3 separate regions of the Zea mays genome follow, and all the other regions are linked to region 2. Evidence: chromatin contacts called from public Hi-C data. All regions are on one chromosome and are shown on one strand. Each heading gives the region's core, a stretch centred on a gene start, on an enhancer-like site or on the middle of the called end of the contact. The rest is flanking DNA. Distances are from core to core; before and after follow the strand shown.

The links. A called contact is a pair of places that touch in the nucleus more often than the background predicts.
Region 1: a Hi-C map of bundle sheath shows a contact between it and region 2, with 6 times the contacts expected there. The contact joins the promoter of LOC100282844 here to the promoter of LOC100217217 in region 2. A contact is called at or near these places in 4 of 25 Hi-C or Micro-C datasets (bundle sheath, ear, leaf and 1 more).
Region 3: a contact with region 2 is called in a Hi-C map of ear, with 3 times the contacts expected there. The contact joins the promoter of LOC100272272 here to the promoter of LOC100217217 in region 2. A contact is called at or near these places in 2 of 25 Hi-C or Micro-C datasets (ear and tassel).

The regions. Positions count from the first base shown.
Region 1 is chr5:173,360,792-173,364,869 of Zm-B73-REFERENCE-NAM-5.0, reverse strand. It overlaps LOC100282844, which reads left to right and starts at 1,537. Exons shown (of 1, transcript NM_001156135.2): 1 at 1,537-2,623. The coding sequence starts at 1,730. The coding sequence ends at 2,353.
Region 2 is chr5:173,171,912-173,176,009 of Zm-B73-REFERENCE-NAM-5.0, reverse strand. It overlaps LOC100217217 (2-cys peroxiredoxin BAS1), which reads right to left and starts at 1,546. Exons shown (of 7, transcript NM_001143574.1): 1 at 1,280-1,546; 2 at 1,108-1,182; 3 at 885-966; 4 at 716-795. The coding sequence starts at 1,468. LOC100285220 (transcription factor E2F3) reads left to right here and starts at 2,654. Exons shown (of 14, transcript NM_001158114.2): 1 at 2,654-3,138. The coding sequence starts at 2,908.
Region 3 is chr5:173,405,342-173,409,191 of Zm-B73-REFERENCE-NAM-5.0, reverse strand. It overlaps LOC100272272, which reads left to right and starts at 2,182. Exons shown (of 5, transcript NM_001146760.1): 1 at 2,182-2,307; 2 at 2,429-3,077. The coding sequence starts at 2,518. It overlaps LOC100286172 (digalactosyldiacylglycerol synthase 1), which reads right to left and starts at 1,749. Exons shown (of 7, transcript NM_001159060.1): 1 at 1,008-1,749. The coding sequence starts at 1,655.

The DNA.
Region 1 (4,078 bases), core at 288-2,787, 190 kb before region 2:
GTTTGGCGCAACCAGGCCCCCCCTCGGGTCTGTTTCTTTGGTTGGCTTGTCAACAACGGTCGCATCCAGTGCCGCGTTAACCTGGCCAGGAAACAAATTGTCCAAGATACTATGTGTGAGGTCTATGGTCGAGCCCCTGAAGACACAGCGCACATCTTCCTCCACTGCGGCTTCGCTTCCAGTTTCTGGGGTGCTCTGGGAATTACGATTGCCTCAGACTGCAGCAACGTTCTGCTGAGCCTGCTTCGGCCGTCCGCTATCCCTGCGAAACACTACAACATGTTTATTCTCCTCTGTTGCTGGCAGCTTTGGAAGCGCAGAAATGCTGTGGTGTTCCGTGGGGAAAGATCCCCACTTGCGGCTACCATGCTGTTGTGCCGCTCTGAAGCCGGTTTTTGGAGGTCCAGGCTGCGACATGAGGACCACTAGATCGTGGCTGCCTGGTGTCGTGTTTTGCATGTAACGTAGCGTTACCATTTCGATGTAATCTATGTAATCCATATCCCCTTGCTGTACTATCAATAGGCGATTTGGCCGCAATAAGCAATGCAATTCAGGTGGGGATCCTATCCCCCGGTGATATTCAAAAAAAAATAAATAATGAGTCATAAAGATTGCCTAGTGCTACCAGATAGGTAACACACAATCTCTCGTTTTTTTTGCAATACGCTAGATCACTCGCAATCTCACACAAGTGAGATCACGAAGCTAGCAGGCGAGTTGGAGCGGTCGCTTGAGCTCTATGTATGCAACAATATCAGCAAAAGGTTGCTAAAGAAAGTAAAGAACTCAAAAGAGCCTGCAAAACATCTATTTAAAGAGCCAATTAACTAAGCAACTAAAACAAAAACCTCTATGCATACTCAATAAAAAAAGCATTAGTCCGTATGGTTGGTACTTAATTATCAGAACTAAATTAGGTCCTTTTCTACATCCTAGCCGTCTGTATAGATAAAATATGTAGTAGTGAGCAGGAGTAGTGGTCAATGAGAATGAGAAGAAGGTAGACCCAGATTTTTTATAAAATAAAAACGGATATAGGTAACCAAGATTGGAGGGTCGAACGGGCAACCGTCGCGTCGGCCACCATTATTCCTGTGGGTTTAAAATGTAAGCGTGGCTGAGTGAATCTCAAGCTATGACGTGTGTACTTCCCGGCGTCGCACTCAAGCAAAGGTGAAAGGTGGACACGAATCTCAAAGCGCACATGCACACGCACAACCCGACGTCCCCGTGGCTGACCCGGTGGCCCAGTACTGGATGAATTATGTGCCGGATTAGCAGATGGAGGAATCTTCTTCGGTTGGGACGTTGCTTTCCGGCCGCCGCTCTCTGCTTGTCTGCTCTACTCAGGCTCAACCCTGCCGCGAGGGTTAACCAATCGTGCTGTGCTAGCAAGGGAAGGGAACCCTTTTGAGTGGCACATGCATGCGCTGTGTTTTGTGTTGTGTAGTGTAGTGTAGTGTAGGGGTAGCCCGCTTGGTGTGCCACTACAGTTTTTTTTTTAAAAAAAGCCATTACGCTTTCCTAGACCGCACGGCTCAGTCACCAACCCACTCATCACTCCTCACTCACTCACTCAAAACGAAAGCCAGCTCAGCTCATCTGCTCACACCTCACAGGCTCACACCCACAGGCCGGCCGCCACAGCACCGCGGATAGCAGAGCAGAGCGGTGAGCTGCAGAGCAGGGTAGCCGAGGTCGTCGTCGTCGTCGTCACTCGTCAGCCATGAGCAAGGACAAGCACCACAAGCACGAGCACCACCTGCGGCGTTGCTGCGGGTGCATGGCGTCGTGCCTCCTGGCGCTGGTCCTCATCGTGGCCTTCGTCTCGCTGGTGGTGTACCTGGCGCTGCGCCCCTCGAAGCCGTCCTTCTACCTGCAGGACCTGCAGCTGCGCAGGCCCATCTCGCTGGGCGACCCGTCGCTGACGGCGTCGGCGCAGGTGACGCTGGCCTCCCGCAACCCCAACGACCGCGTGGGCATCTTCTACAAGCGCCTGGACGTGTTCGTCACCTACCGCGACGAGGCCGTGACGGTGCCCGTGTCTCTGCCGCCGCAGTACCAGGGCCACCGCGACTTCACCGTCTGGTCCCCCGTGCTGTCGGCCGAGTCCGTGCCCGTTGCCGCCTACGTCGCCGACGCCATGAAGCAGGACGTCGCCGCGGGCTTCGTCGCGCTGCAGGTCAAGGTGGACGGCCGCGTCAAGTGGAAGGTCGGCAGCTGGGTCTCCGGCAGCTACCACCTCTTCGTCAGCTGCCCCGCCGTGCTCTCCGCGGGCTACCCCGGCGTCAACAACACCGTGACGTCGCTCAAGTTCGCCCAGCCCACAGGATGCAGCGTCGAGGTGTGAGTTTGTGACCAAACAAGTGCCCTCCCTGTCCTGCCCCCTACGTATTGTTGCGTGCTACTCAAATTTCATCTCTGGGTGCGCCGGCCGCCGTTAACTGGGTTCTTTTAATTTTGTTCATGTCTCGTTGTCAATTCTCATTCTCTTGTGGGCCGGGGGAATAAATTATTTGCTTTCGCCAGATGGCTGTCCAGAAACTTCAACTCAGTTGTACCATGACGTGTATTAATTATTTGATTTCGTCCTTTTATTATCCTCAAATGTTTTTACAACCAAACGCAGCTACGCATTGCATTACTAGCTAGGAACGGCACTATGGTTTTTACTAACAGGATGATGTCAATGTTATACTGATGATTGTTTCTGTCCATGTCTCCAATAATAGATAGATAGATACATAGATAGATAGTGACTACAGAACAAGCGGCATTGTTCTGCTTAGTATACGACTAGGGATGGCAATTGGATCCGTGGGTATGGATACCCACGGGTTTCGTACCCGATGGATATGGATACGAGTTGAAAAATTCACCCGTGGATCCTGTCGGGTCGGGTACCCGAAATAAGTCGAGTAGGGTACGGATAGTATAGTTTACCCATGGATATCCACTGGATACCCGAAATATTAATTCACAATTTCATATGTTGTGTTTTCGGCCCATGAACCAAAGCAAAATGGCCCAAAGGCCACCAAGAACGGAAGCGCCCAACCCAAGCGTAGTGTGGCCCGTGTCCCTGTTGGCTGCTGCTAGCCTGGTACTTGTAGTCCTAATTCCTATTCTCCTAACCGGCTAGCTAACCAGCCAATGAGCAACTGTACTATGATTTGTAAATTGGTGATGTTGCTTTGCTTATCAATTTCACATATTGTGATGTTGTTCATTAAATCTTATCTGTCATAAATTGTGTTGCTCATTAATTTACATGTAGATTTATATTTTACAGCAGCATATCCACCGGATACCCGATACCCGACGGGTACCCGGTGGGCACGGGTACGGGTCCATTTTTTTACCCGATTGGCTTGGTGGGTATGGATATTTGTATAAGGGGCGGGTATGATATCGGGTCGGGTATTATTATACCCGAACACAACCCGACCCGTTGCCATCCCTATGGACGACGCTCCAGGGCTAGCACCAAATTCAACTAGTACGTTCCTGTACATGCACACGTACGATACGTAGAGTTAAAAGTGGCATTAGGCGACGCGTCACATCGTTCAATAGCTAGAGATCGTACATCAATTATGCAGGTCCTTTTGAGAGTAACATTCTGTCAATATTGTTGCATAAAGACCAAACCCGACAAGAGGTTCTCGTGGTATGTCGATTTTTAGAGATAGTGGCTATAGAGATCTTTGTAAGACATAGATGGAAGTCTAATGTCAGATTAGAAGGAGCTTGTGTCGCTTATGTATTTCTTTTTTGGAGAATGTTTATGGTGGATGTTTGCTATTTTTCGGGTCTGTAAGGGTGTATCCAAGAAATTGCAAAAGGTCTAAACATTTTTGTTTCCATAATAAAACAAAAGCTAGAGATCTCGTACATGCGTCACATCGTTCAACAGCTCGCCAGCTAGCCACTCGATCAACAGAGCAAGCAGCAGCGCCTTAACTCGGACCAGCATTTTGCACACACCCTGCCTGACATCAACGTGTGTGTTCATCTTGCTGGAGCAGCTAGTTATACGTTGTGCGTAGTCTAGCATAACAATCGCCTGTTTTTA
Region 2 (4,098 bases), core at 297-2,796:
TGATACTGTTTCCGTTTCTATCAAAACATGAAAGTTGTCATTTTGTGATTTTAGCACAACCGGTTTTTCAGTTATTTGTACAATGAACAGGAAAATCCTATACCAACTACTTTCAGACTCTATATTGTAATTTAACATTTTCTCATTGTTTTCATCCCTAGTGACACTGCTCTTATGTTCATGTAGATGGATTTTTCTATTAATAGTTACATTCGTAAAGTGTGGCACATATCTTTCACCATGAGGAAAAATCAGCATGTGTGGCCCTACTACTTTACTAAAAAACTTGAAATGGGCAAGTGTAAAGGAAAAAAGGCATGTGCGGTTCTACTGTTATAGAACATTGTGTATTTGTATAATTATTGTTTCCTAACTCCACATGAACATACTTTCCAGAATTAGCTTTAGAAATAATGTGACTATGGTCAAGAACCATGCACACAAATACAGTTGTGCTTGTGCTCCAAAGACAACCTAGCAGTAGCACGTGAATTTCTCATCACAGGAGCAGTTCAACCATAATAATTATATTCCCGTTATGGGCTCCTAGCACATATCAAATCTGAAATGTACTTCAAGAGCTAACTACGACATAGAACAAAGAACAATCCACACAAGCAGTAGAGATATCAGATGTCAACTATAGAACAATTGATGACTAATTCGTACTGATAGATGCTACCATATCATGGAATATGAGGGCATTATATCATACCACACTGTCAATAGAGACACCAAGAACCTCAGTGTTCAACTTCTCGAATTCCTCATATCTGTCACTGAAGGCAGTAATCTCTGCAAGCATCAGGCGTTCGTTCATCAGAATCTCAGAGATCCACTCCAAACGAATCTTCTTGATACTTATGCTACTGTTTTATCCTCACCGGTCGGGCAGACAAAGGTGAAATCCAAGGGGTAGAAGAACAGAACGACGTATTTCTTCCCGATGTAATCAGAGAGCTTCACCTGCAAAAGCACACAGAGCAATGTCACCGCCAGCCACATCAAATGGAAGAGCAATTTGAAAGGATGACTGATGACAGATTTCAGAGTTCTGCTGCCACAGCATAAAACCACGCGAGATTGCGTGGAGAGAGGTGCACATACGTTGATGAACTCTTGGTCGAACACGGCCTCGGCTTCGAAGTCTGGCGCCTTGTTCCCGACCAGCGGCAAGTCATCCTACGTAGCACAGGCACAAGGGCATGAGCCGTGAGTGCGCAAACTAGGAGAGGGTGTGAAGTAAGCCCGCAGCAGGCAAGACGCGAGGAGAACTTACGACGCCGCCGGCGCGGGCGACGAGTCTGGTGGCCCGCGCGGATCTGGAGGCGACGAGGCGGAGCGGCCTGGCGGCGGTGGCGACCGCGGAGCGGGAGACAGAGACGGACTGCGGGGCAACGGCGAGGGGCCTGGCGGCCGGGGTGGGGGCGGAAGAGACGACGGTCGCGGCGGCGAAGGAGCAGGCCATGGCCGCCCGGAGTGGATGAGGAGGGGATGGGTGGATTGGAGGTTTGGGGTTGGGGATTAGTTGCGATGGGTTTCCGCCTTTCCGGGGGTTGGCGCTGGCTATGGCTGAGTGAGTGAGGAGGTTTTAAATAGGGACGTGTCAGCGCCACACGAGCTCTTCGGTCCTCGCCTTCTCGATTCTGGCCCGTGCCTGCGCTGCTTGGCAGCTTGGGTCGCACATGTCCGCCGGCGAAGGGTACCGCAATCTCTCGTGAGGCCACCTCCAACGGTGCTCCGTATATCTCCCCCACCCCACGTGGGGTGACATTTGGGGTGAAAAGTGAAAACCCACTCCATACTAGGGAGAGAGCCACCTCCCCAATATATGGGGTAAATTCCAATTTTCCTCCACATTTTAATTATTCCGTCACTTTATGATATTAATTCCTTTTAAGTATTGTTATTTGAAAACAATGTGAATTATAATAGTATAAATAGTCTATGTTTTTTTAAAACTTACAAATATCAAATAACTAGATTATAGTAGGTAGGGGGAGCTAAATAGGGTAAATGGTTAAAAACAGTATAGAAAGTATTTTAATCGTAGTAAAATATAATAGAAAGTATAGATACAGAGATAAATATGAGAGAACGGTGGGAGATGGTCTGAAGCCGCGGCAACATCAATACCGTGTGTGGCATGCATTACGCACCAGACAAAAAATGGTTGATTGGCTACGTTTGATATTTGCAGGAGCGTGGAATGGAATAATTGCGATACTCCATGCATCATCAGTACATCAACTGCTTTCTATCATTGCGATGCATTAAAAAATCAAGAACGTGAAAATTGCGCAGAAAAATCGTGCACAGAAAATGTTTTCTCTGGGGATTTTAATGGTTAGTTTTTGAAGCGAAGTTTAGAGAAAATAATAAACAATTTATTGTATTCTCTCCTTTTGTTGCTGGACTTGGATGAGTTCAAATGAAAGTTAACCCAAAGTGCCACTGCCAGGTATAATAAAATGATAAAATAAAAATAAAAAGAACCGCGGGAGCGGCCCAAGAACGAAAGCGCGTGTCTGGCTCCATTAGAAATCTGGCCCAGGCTACGGCGGCGACGGTTCCTTCGATGGTCCATGTCCATCCGCAGGCCCTTCCCCAAATGCTGCTCTACTTAATTTCCCTCCTCGCCCCCGTTCCCTCGTTTTCTGCTTCTTTCTCTCTCCCTTCCTCCTCTATTCTGTTCCCCCCTTTCCACCTCCCTCCCTCCTCGCTAACCCCACCCACCGGCCACCGCCCGCCTCCAGCCTCGCCGGTCCTCGCCGCCCACCCCGCCGGAACCCTAGCTCCGGAGAGTGCCCCGGCCTCCCCAGCCGCCGATTGGTTCCGGGGGCCCGGCGCCCCTCCGCACGATCGCGCGAGATCCGGGGTCGCCGCCGGCCGGGGAGCAGAAGCCATATGTCGGGGGTCGGCAGCGGCAGGCCGCCGGCCGCCCAGAAGATCCTGCAGTCGCTGCGACCGCCGCTGTCCTTCGCCACGCCGTCGCGGTCGCCCTTCGCCGCGCCCGACGACTACCACCGCTTTCCGACACCGGCTGCGGCCACGGCACCCGCCGCCACCTCAGGCGGCGTCGGTGCGGGGGCTCCTCCTCGTGATACTATCGAGGAGGGGCTGTTCATACGGACTCCGGTGAGATGATGCTTCTGCTCCCCCAAGAGCTCCGGATTTGTTTTCCCTTCTCGGGCCAGCTTACAGTGTTTGGAGACCCATGCTTCAAGTCGTATTGTTGGTCGACTTTTCTGTCTCCTGTTGTTTATGTATATGGATTTGGGTTTCACTACACCTGTCATAAGTAGAAACGCGTGAAATTCTGTCCAATTTCATTGCTCCCTGGAAGTCTTCCCGAAGCTCAAATGCTCCGTACTCGCGGTTATGGTGTCAGATAGGCAGGAACTGTAATTGTTACGCAACCGGGTTCATTATCAGAAAATAATTTATCTCACACAGTTGTCCCTGCAGCGAGATTCAGAAATGGAGGGAAAGTTTTATGTCAGAAACAGAAATGATTTATGTAATGTAGATGTACTGGCAATTGGCATAGAGGAAGCTCTGGTCAACATATATTCCCCTTAATCATTGCCGTAGTAGCTTACATGCTGTCTGTGTGGCTGTAGGTACGATTTGGCTCGCTGTAGGACTTCTATCTAGGTGTGCTCGTGCGCTATAAACTTCTATCTATGGCATTGCCAAATGAAAGAGAACTTGGTTTGTTTCTTTTATTGTAGATGTTGAATACCTTGTACTACATCCGTTCTTGAATATTTGTCGCCCGCTAGTTTATTTTTGAACTAAAACGCGACAAATAAAAAGAACAGATGGAGTACCTTTTTTCCTGCCAGTGTGTGTTTATGCAAGCATAGGTCATATATATATTTAACACAACCTGGTGATTACTGTTTCAAGGTGTTGAAATGTGCAAGACTGTAATGTATCAGTGCAAGTCATGCTTGTTTCTTTTGTCGGATACTTCACACAGAACTTCTATGTCACCTATTTTACGTTAAAACTGCAGATAAGCTTAGTTTCAGCCTGCTCTGTAAATACTTTGAAAATCAAATAAAATAGTCCAGCTTAGGGTCATGACAGAAT
Region 3 (3,850 bases), core at 933-3,432, 230 kb before region 2:
TACATTCAGGAGGTGCTCTGCAGTTTCTTGATACACTACTACAATACCAGTGCGTTGGACGGTACACAAGAAGAAATAGTACACTTTATCTTAGCCAAAAGGCCTAGAAAGGTATGAATTGAAAAGTAGCCCGACCCCTTTTTTATAGCTCGCTCGTTCATCTTTACCTAGCGGGGTGGTACTATGAGGGAGCGTTGCGCTACATGCGGCTTCCTGTTGTGTTTGGCTTAGGTGGTGTTGAGCACCAAAATTGACCGTGCGGGCCGAAGAGAGGTCAAGTAATAGGTCAAGGAAGACTAATACTAGGGCTACACTAAGGCTAGATTACTCTTATTCCTAAGGAATGGAAAGAACATTGCAAATAAGGTAAATATGAATAATAGGTTTGATTGGATCGATTGTGGGGGGTCTCAATCGACTGTACCCCTTTATCTATATAAAGGGGGAGGTCTGAACCTGTTACAAGTCAGTTCTCAAGTTAACCCCACAGGTTTTGCTAACAAATCCTGCAAGAAATCTAGAACCCTAACTGATTCTGCGCACGCACGCACAGTCCGCGCCGCTATGGCGGACCGTCCGGCCTCAGGGTCGGACCGTCCGCACGATCAATTTTGGTGCTCAACAGGTGGTTCTCACGGTCCATCTATAGGGTAATGGCCCACTAATAGAGGTTTGGGTGGTTTTCACGGTCTATCTATCAGGATAATCGCCCACTGGTAAGGGGGAATAGACTTATGCAGAACGATCGTTGAAACTGGTGAATTATTATAGTAGAGAAGAGAACTGAAGTAACTAATGCCAGAGGTTATCACGATAGCATATGATCATTACTCCATTAGTCCACTTGGTTCATATTAATTCTTTAGAGCCTAATCGCATAGGAGACATTGAATTGATTCCTAAAAACAAATTCTACAAAATTCCCAAGGCAATCCACCAAATCAAAGCAGGGCAGCAACATTGGTCAATTAATTAGAATAATCTGCGAGATGGCTGTGCAAAATTACCAGGCTGGACTTGAATTTCTCGACGAGCTCGCCGGTACTGCGCAATCCCTCAAAAATCTCCTTGGTCTGGCTCCGGCGCTCGAACTCTTTGATGCCGTCCCGTATCATCCTGAGCACCTCCCATTCTTTCCCCTCTTCCGCCTCCCCGTTCCACACCACGCGCCTCCAGCGCTCCCCGCCATCCACTTCAGAGACGATGGCGTTGCGGATGGCGGTGATCCCAGAGAGGTCAACACGTGCGCGCGCGGGTTTCCCCGCCCCGCGCGGCGCCCACCCCTCGAGCACCCTGCGGCCGAGCTCCCGCTCCTGCGACACGTACCGGCGCCGCAGTTCGGAGATCTTGGGCTGGATCCGTGTGCGCACGAACTCGAGCTCGGCTATGGGCGCCCCCGCGGCGAGCGGCGGCGGCGGCGCGGAGGTCAGCGCAGTGGAGGCGGACGCGAGGATGTGCTCGAGCTCGCGGTCCGCGAGCGTGCGGAGGGAATCAGCCCTCGCACGCATGAGGCGCAGGTCGGCGGTGGCGGAATCCCGCACCTCGCGCCACCCCTTTGAGAGAAACGAGAAGGCGCTGTCGTCACCCCGCCCAGCTCCGAAGCCGCCGCCGCCACCGATGGAGACCGACGGACGCGGCGACGCCCTCGCCTCCATGGCCAATTCCGGAATGGCCGCGGCTAGGGTTTTGGCGTTTTGCCGTTTGGGAGTCGCGAGAACCGAGAGAAGCAGCTAGAGTGCTAGACAACACGCGAGGTGTTGGGAAAGAGAGGGGAGAGGACGACGACGCCACGGAGCTCCGACGCCACGCGTTGATTCGGGCCGGACCGCCGGAGGAAGGAAGCCGCGTTCCGACTTGGAGGTATCCCATCCGTCAATCCGTGGCTGGCTCTTGCTGTGGGGTCGGCATGGCAGTGAGAGTGATTGGAGAATTGGATCCGCAGGGCAGATGTGGAATCCAGCTTTGTGGTGGGGTGGAACGGTGCTACGGTGACGTGGGCATACGTGCGGTCGGGAAGTGAGCGGGGACCGTCCGGGGGTTGGCAACGCAAGGCCGTTGCCCATGAGCCAGGAGCCCAGGACTGCAACGCAAGGCCCATTTCGTTCCGCCGCCAGCTTCAAGGCCGCAAGGCCCATTTGCGTTGATCAACCGCGTCCTCGACGATTGCGTTCACCCGAATCACGCCTCCCTTTCCTTTCTCCTCCCTCACTACTCACACCCCTCACTTTTGGCGGCGCCGACTGGGCACCCGCGTCGACCTTCGCCAGGTCTTCGTCGGCCCTTTGGCTGGAAACAAGCATCCACCAGGTATGCCAGCAACTCCTCTTCCTGCTGTGCGAAATCGAGCACACCAAACCCTTCCCAAACCCTAATGCAGGCTATTTTACATTCGGATCTGACCCAAAGCTGCTGTTTTTCCATATGAAAGGAACAACGCAAGGGATGCTCGATTGGCTCTAGTTACTTAGCAGAACCAAAAGAGGAAGGCCATCAAAGATACGAGGGCTTTTTCTCGCCATGTCTCGGTCGCCACACCTCCCACCCCGCTGCCCACCCCTGGGTCCTCAGATCACTCGAAGGGATGACAGCATGTTCACGCAGAGCTGCAGGTTTCCATCTGGGGATACGTTCTTTAGTGAGCCACCGTGCTGGCTCGATGATCTCCTTGCAGATTCCGGGAAAGCTCCCAAGCTTCCTCCTCTCAGAAGGGCCTGTAGCGATTCTGATGCCATCTTGGATGCTCTGTCAACATTTGAAAGCCCAATTTGTCGAATTGAGGAAGGCAATCAAATCTCTGGTGGTGAAGCTGATGACTTGTTGGATGCTGGCGAAGGTGGTGAAAGCGGTTCTGTGGTCGAGGCTAGCTGTGTTTATGGTCCGAATTCACCAAGACAGAAGAGTAGGCTGACAACTTCAGAGAGTTCCATGGTAAATGCTGTGCTTGAGAATGTACCCAGCAACCCCTTGCAGTACTTGAGCATCGATGCCTCCAGCGGTATGAATGGTAATGTGGCCAATGGAACTGCTGATACCTGTGATGCTTTTGGCCACCCTGATCAAGACAAGTCATTTAAAAGGTACACTTACATTTGTGAGTGAAATATCTAAAATACTTCCTTCGAATATTCTCTGGTAAAGTAGCGGTACATTGCTGCTTTTACTAAACTGGAGTTTTTTAGTGAAAATGCTAGAAAGATATAAATTATCAAGTGCAGATGTGAACTTTGGCTCTCGCCAACAGAAATGGAACACGACACTCTACTGCTTTGCAGAAATTAAATTAACTGATGGCGCTTCTAATTGAGTAACACTAACGACAACAGCTACTATGCAATCAGGTCTTAGGTGCAAGTGTGTAATGAACCTCTTGGTCCGTTAGATCATTATCCCACCGTAGATATAACTATGGTTTGTTAGAGGTCTTTTATAAATCTACGCGAGCTGATGGTGGATGGGTTTAAGTGTTAAATGTGATATGTGGTTAGGTCACGATCTAACATTCTAACGGACCATGAGTCTCACATGCACGCTTGCATTTAAAATATAACTGTACAATAGTCGTTGCCTGACACTAACTTATGTCACCATCAGTAGCAATGCCAGATAGAATTTATTGTCATATGATCTTGGCAGCATAAGTAGTCCAAACCATGTGGGTATGTGGTGTGTTGAAAAGTTAGTTCGTAAACCCTGATTGGTTGAATATTGTGAAAGCAACAATTTCCTTGAGTTTTATAATACTACTCCCCCAGATTGTCCAACAGTCAAAGTCTATGTTATGTGTCAATTAGAATTCTTATTTTTTCCAAGATGCATACATTACATAGGCTCTGTACAATTAAAAGGGAGC